Linked DNA regions of Oryctolagus cuniculus: regions 1 and 3 are each linked to region 2. A link is a contact called in public Hi-C and Micro-C data. All regions are on one chromosome and are shown on one strand. Each heading gives the region's core, a stretch centred on a gene start, on an enhancer-like site or on the middle of the called end of the contact. The rest is flanking DNA. Distances are from core to core; before and after follow the strand shown.

The links. A called contact is a pair of places that touch in the nucleus more often than the background predicts.
Region 1: a Hi-C map of psoas muscle shows a contact between it and region 2, with 2.8 times the contacts expected there. The contact joins the enhancer-like site here to the promoter of ROCK2 in region 2. A contact is called at or near these places in 2 of 6 Hi-C or Micro-C datasets (ear pinna and psoas muscle).
Region 3: a Micro-C map of ear pinna shows a contact between it and region 2, with 1.7 times the contacts expected there. The contact joins the enhancer-like site here to the promoter of ROCK2 in region 2. A contact is called at or near these places in 2 of 6 Hi-C or Micro-C datasets (ear pinna and embryonic fibroblasts).

The regions. Positions count from the first base shown.
Region 1 is chr2:191,301,316-191,304,033 of mOryCun1.1, forward strand. No RefSeq gene overlaps it. Among named protein-coding and RNA genes, the nearest start is that of ROCK2, 40 kb to the right of the region's middle. Within about 2 kb of position 1,251, at least 6 of the 8 cell types and tissues checked have an H3K27ac peak or open chromatin away from gene starts, as enhancers often do. A contact at or near this core is called in ear pinna, where this site is marked.
Region 2 is chr2:191,341,054-191,343,828 of mOryCun1.1, forward strand. ROCK2 (Rho associated coiled-coil containing protein kinase 2) reads left to right here and starts at 1,257. Exons shown (of 32, transcript XM_070069461.1): 1 at 1,257-1,798. The coding sequence starts at 1,658.
Region 3 is chr2:191,397,462-191,400,161 of mOryCun1.1, forward strand. All of the region lies in intron 1 of ROCK2 (Rho associated coiled-coil containing protein kinase 2), which reads left to right. Among named protein-coding and RNA genes, the nearest start is that of ROCK2, 57 kb to the left of the region's middle. Within about 2 kb of position 1,285, at least 1 of the 8 cell types and tissues checked has an H3K27ac peak or open chromatin away from gene starts, as enhancers often do.

The DNA of each region.
Region 1 (2,718 bases), core at 1-2,500, 40 kb before region 2:
CAGAGGAGACGACGTTGCAAGAGGAGGCCTCTCCAAATGAGCCTGTGCAGGAGGCTCTGCGGTGCCCAGCTCCGGCCGGGCACGTGGAGTGGGAGTGGCTGCCCGGGAACCAGGAGGAACCAGTGGCCGAGCAGCCAGCTTCGACGGGAGAACGGGAAGGGGGCAGGCAGCAGCTCTGGCTCCCGGGGCCAGGACCCTCAGACCTCAGTGAACACTGACGTGGCCAAAAGGGGCAGGGAGAGGGGCGGGGAGGGGCAAGTCTGAGCTCATGTCCTGGCGTGGCTGCAGTCCAGCCCTGCGCAGGTGTTGGCCGGGCAGGGCCAGGGCCCACCCCCAGGTTCGGGCTGGCTGCTAAGGGCTCCTGATCTCTCACCTGTCTTTGACCGTGGGCCTCTGAGTTCTGAGGTCCACCCTGAGAGAATCGGTGAGGATGAGACATTGACTAAGAGTCTACAGTTTAAACGCTGTCGTGTTGGCTAACATGGTGTCGTGCTGTTAAAATGTTCCGTCGTCTGTGAAACGATCGTCACAGGACAACGTTTGCCCACATTTACTGAGTGTGCTGCCCTGTGCTGGGTGTTGTGCCCTGTGGGTCTCATTTAGTCACCATAAGAGCCTTAAGAGAGTGACACTGCTATGAACTCAATTTTACTTTCAAAGAACCGGAGATTTGAGAAGGTCAAGTGCACACACGCCACACAGCAGGACGCCGCTCGGCCGTGCAATGCCAGTGTGCACATTCTTACCCGTCGCATCATCCTGCCCCTGCAGCTTCCAGTGCCCACATCCTTCTCTCCCAAAATAAAGTCTGGCAACGCAAGGATTGCGCCTCCTGTTTGCCTAAGGAACATACCGGCCTGGGAGCCCGGAGCCAGAGAGCCACGCACGGCTGCAGCCCCGGCCCGACAGATTCGTCACCAGGCACCAGCACCCAACGCCTTCCTGCAGCTTGGAAGCCCAAGGACACCCACGAGAAGCCCTGGCCCGGGGCATTGCCAGTGTCTGTGAGACGCGAACATTTGGATTTCCTTGGGCTTGCGCTAAGGAAAGTCAGTCTCCAGAAATAAACCCAGACCGCAGTTCTTCTAACCCCCATCTGCCCCAGGGACATCCTGGCCTTGACAATAGACTTCTCCACATTCCTGGGACAGGGGGAATTTCCAGCTGGCTTCCTCCTGGAGCCTGCTCTCCGGCAGCACGGGAGGGTCTGAGGCTCATTCTCACCTCTCCCACTCAAGGAGCTGCTTCCCCATTGGCTGTCTCCATGGTGAAGGTGGCAGAGAGAGGGTTGAGATGGTTTCCACGGCAACAGTAAAAGGGAGGTTGTTTCCTGGGTGACAGTGGGCAGGTCGAGGCAGCTGGCTGGGCTCAGAGGATCTGTCCCCCACCCCAGCCCCCTGCCTGCACAAGTCTCGATCTAGGCTTCCTGGATCAGGACCCCAAGTGGCAGGAACAGCATGGTGGACAGGGCGATGATGTCACCCAGGCCGGAGAGCAGTGCTCTGGTGGGGCTAGGGGTCCACGCACTAGGGGTCCACGCACGGTATTCCACCCTTTGGGCTCTTGGCTGCCTCACCCAAAAAATGCGAGTAGTAATAGGATCAATCTGCTAGGGTTGTAGGGAAATGTGATGTGCTTCGTCGGGGCCGAGTGCCAGCGAAGTGTGATTGTTCACTGCGACGTGGTAGCTGGTATCGTTACGTACTACTAACCAGTGTCGCTGCAAAGCACAGAGGGAAGCCACTCTAGAGACGGGGAAGCTGGTGGTGGGGGCCAATGGCGAGTCCACGGGCCCGAGTCCCACCATCGTCAAGAGCGGCACAGGTGCTGGAAGACAAGGATGGGACTCCAGGCTCCACGGTCACTCCACAGCACACCCATGCCCCTCTTGCCGTGGACACAACGACCACTAGCTGGGCCTGCCCGTGTTTCCGTGCCTCAACCAGAGATCCTGAACGTGGCACATCTGCCCCCTGCTCCTCCCCCGTGTCACTCACACTTTGCACTGTAAGCCTGGACCCAGGACACACCAGCACCCAGGTGATGCTCCAAGCAATAAATCAGCACAGGAAAGGCAGAGTGAGTCAACTGAGTGAACACCCCCGTTCCGGAAGCTACTAGGAATCGCTCCAGTAGCTCGGGCCATCTGCTCCTGCCTCCCCAGGCGCATTAGCAGGGAGCTGGATCAGAAATGGAGCAGCTGGGACTTGAAGTCTGGGCTGCCGACCACTGACAAAGCACTTCCCCGTTTCAGCAAATACCTGGGCATCGTGCCGCCTCTCGTGGCGTGCCCGCATCCTGCAACTGCACGTCATCAGGGTTCCCTCGAGTGACCCATTTGTTATTTAAAAGGTGATGCGTCACCCTGGGAAGACTGCCAGCCTTAGAACTTTCCAGACTTGGGGACGGCGCCGCGGCTCACTAGGCTAATCCTCCACCTGCGGCGCTGGCACACCGTGTTCTAGTCCCGGTCGGGGCGCCGGATTCTGTCCCGGTTGCCCCTCTTCAGGCCAGCCCTCTGCTGTGGCCAGGGAGTGCAGTGGAGGATGGCCCAAGTGCTTGGGCCCTGCACCCCATGGGAGACCAGGATAAGTACCTGGCTTTTGGTTTCGGATCAGCGCGGTGCGCCGGCCGCGGCGGCCATTTCTGGATGAATTAATTAACTTCCCGGAGCATCAGTTTCTGATCTATAAAGTGGGCATCTAATACGGTCTCTGC
Region 2 (2,775 bases), core at 7-2,506:
TCATGGTGTGTCCAGGCTAAGGAGGAGTGCCCCCGTGGTGGGGTCCACGCAGGTAACCCAACACTAACCCTCCTTCGGACCAGAAGCGAGGGTTAGTCTCTGAGACGGAATTCGTCCAGGGCCTCTCGCCGCCCAAGTCCAAGAAAGGGTGGCTTCCGCCCAAAAGCGAAGAGCAGGCTCCTGGAACACTTACTGATAAAAATGCTACTTTTAGACCATATCTGCGGGCTTATCTCTGACCGGCCGCGAAGAGCAGCTTGAGATTCTTCCTGCTTAATGGTATCAGATTGTAGCTGTTTTGGAGTGGCTCGTGCGTTTTAGGGCATTTTGCAAACTTCAGTGCGCTTTGAAGCATCTTCCCGGGAAAGAGGATCCCATTCACCCGCGAGCCGACTTCTCGGCCGGTCTTGGAGCCGCTCAGGGGACACAGCTACACAGTGCGCGCCCGCTACTTCGTGCCTTCGGCTTTATTTAACTTTATTCAAGTTCCACGTGCTCCGCCGTCCGCACACCTGCCAGGGCTCCTCCCGGGAGTGCGCCCGGCTGACCGGCCCGCGGGACCCCGGGCTCGGCCACCGGGGGCATCGACAGCCGAGCCGTGGACGTCTCGGTGCAGGGCCCCTGCCCCTGCGGGTCACTTCCTCTGGGCGGCCGGGTCACAGGGGCCCCGGGAACCGCTTCCTAACCCCTGCCTCGCTCGCTCCGGGTTGCCCCCGGGGCGCGTGTGACCCCGGGGCGGCCCCCGGAGTCGCCCCCCGAAAGGCCCGTGGGCGCCCGGCGTCTCCCCACGGCTTTCCCGTCAGAGGCCAGGGCCAGGCTGCGAGGCCTCCGCCTCGGGGGCGGAAGCGCCGGCTGCAGGCCCCGCGGCCCGCGCAGGCCCCGCCGGCCGCCGCGGTCGCTATTCTTCGGGCGCGGGCGCTGCAAGGCCCGCATAGCTGCGCGCTGAGTCAGCGGGGGCCGCGGGGTCGCCGGCCGGGCCGGGGTCAGGCGGGCGGGGACCCGGGCGCCCCCGCCCCTCCCCCGCGCGCGCCCGCGCCCCCCCAGGACTCCCGGCGGGGGCGCACGGGGCGCCGAGCGGGCGGCTCGGAGGCAGAGACAGGGAGGAAGAGGAGCGGAGGAAGGCGGCGCGGCGAGCGGGGGCCGGCGGGCGGGCGGGCGGGCGGGGCGGGGCGCGCGCGGGCGCGGGCGCGGGCGCGGGCGCGCGCCGGCGGCCGCGGCCGAGGGGCTTGTGGGTAGCGGCGGCGCGCGCCGGGGCCGGGACGCGGCGCCGCCGGGCGTGAGCGGAGCGGGCTGGTGGGACTGCGAGGCGGCCGCGGCGACCATGGGGGCGGGCGGGCGGCGGCCGTAGCTGCCCCGAGCTGCGCTTCAGCCTCCCGGGAGCCGGAGGGCGGGGCGGCCCGGCCGCTTCCCCGCTCCCGCCCGCCGAGTCCTGCGGGAGCTCGCCGCGCACCGGGCGGCGCGAATCGGACTGAGGGGCGGGGACGCCATCTGCGCCTCGCCGCTCCCGGCCGGGCCGGGCCGGGCCGGGCCGGGCGGGCCCCGCGAAGGCAGCCTCGGGCCCCGCTGCGGCGTGGAGCTCCGCCTGGAGCCGGCGCTAGGCCCCGCGGCGGCCGGAGCTGAGCGCGGGGAGCCGGAGTGCGGGCCTGGCGCTGGCGGCATGAGCCGGCCCCCGCCGACGGGGAAAATGCCCGGCGCCCCCGAGGCCGCGCCGGGGGACGGGGCCGGCGCGGGCCGCCAGAGGAAGCTGGAGGCGCTGATCCGGGATCCCCGCTCCCCCATCAACGTGGAGAGCCTGCTGGTAGGTGGCCGGGGCCTGCGAGCCCTGCCGCGCGCGGTCTGGCCTCGGAGCCCCCTCTGTGCCCGCCCGTCCGTGGGGAGGGGGAGGTCTCGCCGCCCCCGCCCGGCTCCCGGCAGCGGGGAGGGGGGGCCCGAGGAGACGCCCACCTTCGGGTGCTCCCGGTGTCACCCCGGCTTCCCCTCTGCCGGAGCCGCGGGAGGAAGCAGCCCTGCCCACCCACGGGGCTTGGGGAGGTCGGGGCGCGGCTCGGCCAGGCTTGGTGCGGGGCTGGGGGAGTGTCAGGCTGCGTGGGGGGACGCGGGTGCCCGCGGGGGAGCTGGACGCCCGATGCTGGCCGTGTGGGGAGTGCCCACCTGGGGTTCCTGACGAAGAGCCCGCTCCCTGTAGGCTGCGACCCTGGAACGCAGCGCCCAAGTTGTGCGTCCCAAGTTGTCTTTGGACATCGCGCGGTTGGCATTTCGTTTCTGTATATTTAATTTCTCGAGATAATAGCGCTAGCCCCCCCCCCCCCCAGTCTTGACTTGTACGGTAGTGAACCTCTTCACTGTGCCTCGTCCCTAAGAGGGGCTGTGAAGCCACGTCAAGGCTGCTGGGGGACTTTTGACTCGGCAGAGAACGTGGTCTGCGAATTAGAAACGCGCCATCGATTGCTGGCTCGTGTCTTCCTTTCGTCAGGGTGGACGCCTGTGTTTTGCAGGCGATTTAATTAGAGTGCCACCGAGATGCATTTATGGGAAGAGACGGTGCGGACCGTTCCCCGGGGGAGAAAAAAGTGGAGAAAGATACTCTGGCTGTTCGCTCCGGAGGGCTGGAGTGGGGCTGGGAGATCCCTCCAGCCTGGGCCAGAACGCGGGCTGTCCGTGCTGGGCGAGCCTGGTGACCACAGCACGAGGAAGGCGGCCTCCTCCCCTCCAGCCGCCGACTGGCTGTCCTCCGAGGCCGCTGGATCCTTTGAGGTTTCTGGAATCGTTGGCAGA
Region 3 (2,700 bases), core at 35-2,534, 56 kb after region 2:
TAGTGGCTGGGACTGGCAGGGCACCCGGATATGAGACGCAGACATCCCACGAGGCAGCTCAACCCTGTGCCAGCAGGCGCCAGTATCTGTAGTTCCTGGCTATGCTCTGCAGGGAAGTTGTCACCACGGCTCCTGCAGATGTCCATTAACCCATTGTGCTTCAGGTGCCTTAGCTTCCTCATAAGGAAGTTAGTGTAGACCCGCCCATCACTGTACCTACAGTATTGCTGTCGGACTATATTATTGTGGGGCCGGTGCTGTGGCAGAGCAGGTAAAGCTGCCGCCTGTGGCACTGGCGTTGCATTTGGGCACCGATGAGTCCCGGCTGCTCCTCTTCCAATCCAGCACCCTGCCGATGGCCTGGAAGAGCAGTGGATGATGGGCAAGTGCCTAGGCCCCTGTGCCCACGTGGGAGACCTGGAAGAAACTCTTGGCTCCTGGCTTCGGATGGGCCCAGCTCTGGCCTTTTGCAGTCATTTGGGAAGAGAACCAGCGGGTGGAAGCTTTCTTGCTCTTTCTCTAGCTCTGCCCTTCAAATAAATAAATTAATCTTTTAGAAATTATTGTTGTAACAAAAATATTAAGGCCATATAATTAATTTCCTTTTCCTGTGTACCATGAACACAATAGGAAAACTAATAAAACTAAAAGGCTTTTTTTCTTCCTTATATATATTTGTTGTATCTTGGGTGGACAGGTTGTTTCTACTCTAAAGTCAGTGTATAGTGTTTCATTTTGTGAGTTAGATATAAAAAATTTGATTTGACTTCAATCAGTATTAAGCTATCAAGTTTATCTGACCCAAGTTTCTCAATTGAATACCAATTAAATTAAGACTAGCATTCAGACATGATGCATTAAAAATTGTTCTTAAATCTTATAATGGCAAAATGGTTACATTCCTGATTTTTGGTTTTAATTTGTAGGAAGTTTTCATAAAACAGTATACCTTCCTTGAGGAAGAAAACTTGTTTATAGTGGAAAGAATTATTGATTTATAAACCAAAGGAGTTTTGTACTACAAAAATAATTTTATCTTAATTTTATTCATGTGTTTCTAAATAACATACTACATTATATATAGTACATTGACTCATGACTTCCTATCCCACTGATTATTTTTGAAGAAAAAACTTAGAACCTTATAAAAGTATTAAAAGTGCTAATAATGACTTGAGACTTGGCATTACACCCAATACCAGCCCTGCTACATTTTAGCCGTGCAGTTCTGTGAAATTGTTTTACATTCCTCAAGCCTAATTTCCTCAGGAAAAAAAAAAAAAAAAGGTAGCACCTCCTTGCACAGTCTGCTAGGAAGATTAAATGAGGTGGTTGTTGTGTACGTCGTCTGGCGTTGTGTCTGGTATTCCAGCACTCTGTAAGCAGTAGCTGCCTTATTATTGTGACTAAGTATTATAACTAAAATTATTACTTTCATTGTAGCAGCACCCTCACCATTAGGACTGCTACTAACTTTACACTTAATTCTACTGATTTTCATTCTGAAAGTTAGATCAAATCGTTCTTTATACATTCTTTCAAAATGAAAGCACGCTACAGCTAACGACTATCACTGTAGACATTTGGCATCTTAGGACCAGCGGTGGGGTTAGGGTGAAGCCGGTCGAGGTACTTGGCTGGCACTGGGCACAAAGTTAAGGGGGTACTAGCAAAATAACACAGAACAAGGTGATGTTTTAATGTAGTATTACAAATTAATGCAAAGATCTATCAAAATAAAAGTTTTAGATAAAAACAGGGCAGAGAGGTCTGTACTGAGTCACAAAGGAAAAATGAGCACCCTGGTCTGGTCTTGTCTGATGAGCCAAACCAGAGCCTAGGGCAGCAGGAAAAGCCATAGTGTCACCCCCAGCGCTTGGTTTCTGCTTCAGGCAAGTGCTGGACCAGCTTCACGTGCCTCATCCTGTTTTAGGCCTTGCTAAACTATTGAAAAAAGTCATTTTTCGTTTTTATAGGAGAAAACTATTCCCCAGAATGTTGTACAAGTGAGGGTGTTAGAGATTTCTTTCCTAGGGTCACACAACCAAGTAAGTGACAGAACCAAGGTGATAAAGCCCAGGTTTTGTAATTCCTTGATGTTTTTTACTTTGTTTAGAACACGTCTGTGTATCAGTTTGCTCCTTTTTACATTGATTTGACTTTCGATGCTTACCAGGTGCTAAATACATTGAGGCAAAATGAAAAACTTGTGAGAAAGCTCGGAAGAGGGACATTTAAAACGAAGAAAGCTCTGAAAAGCGTCTGTAAGAATTAGGAGTCATTGGCAGGCAGAGGAGGAGGAGGAGGGAGAGTGTTCTGTGTGGAAGAGCAAATTCAGACACACGAGGGAACGAAAGGCTGAAGGTCCGTGAGCACTGTAGGTGTCATTCAGGAAGGGTCCACCTCCCTCACATCTCGAAGTTCAGGTTTTAAGTAAGTTTTTAACCATCCCTTTTAGTTCTCCATGTGGATGCTGCTCTGTTAGATGTCTGTTACTTCACTACGGGCCACCTGTATTGTTTTGAGGCAATCTGAAGAGCTGACTTTCCTAGAGTGACAGACACATCTAGGTGAGCAAAGTGGCTAAGGATTGTGCAAGCAAACAGGAGAACGGTTCTGAGGCTTCATTAGACTCTCAAGCTTATGGGTGAATCAAATCTATCCGACACAAATGTGGGAGACACTGGCACCTGTACTCTA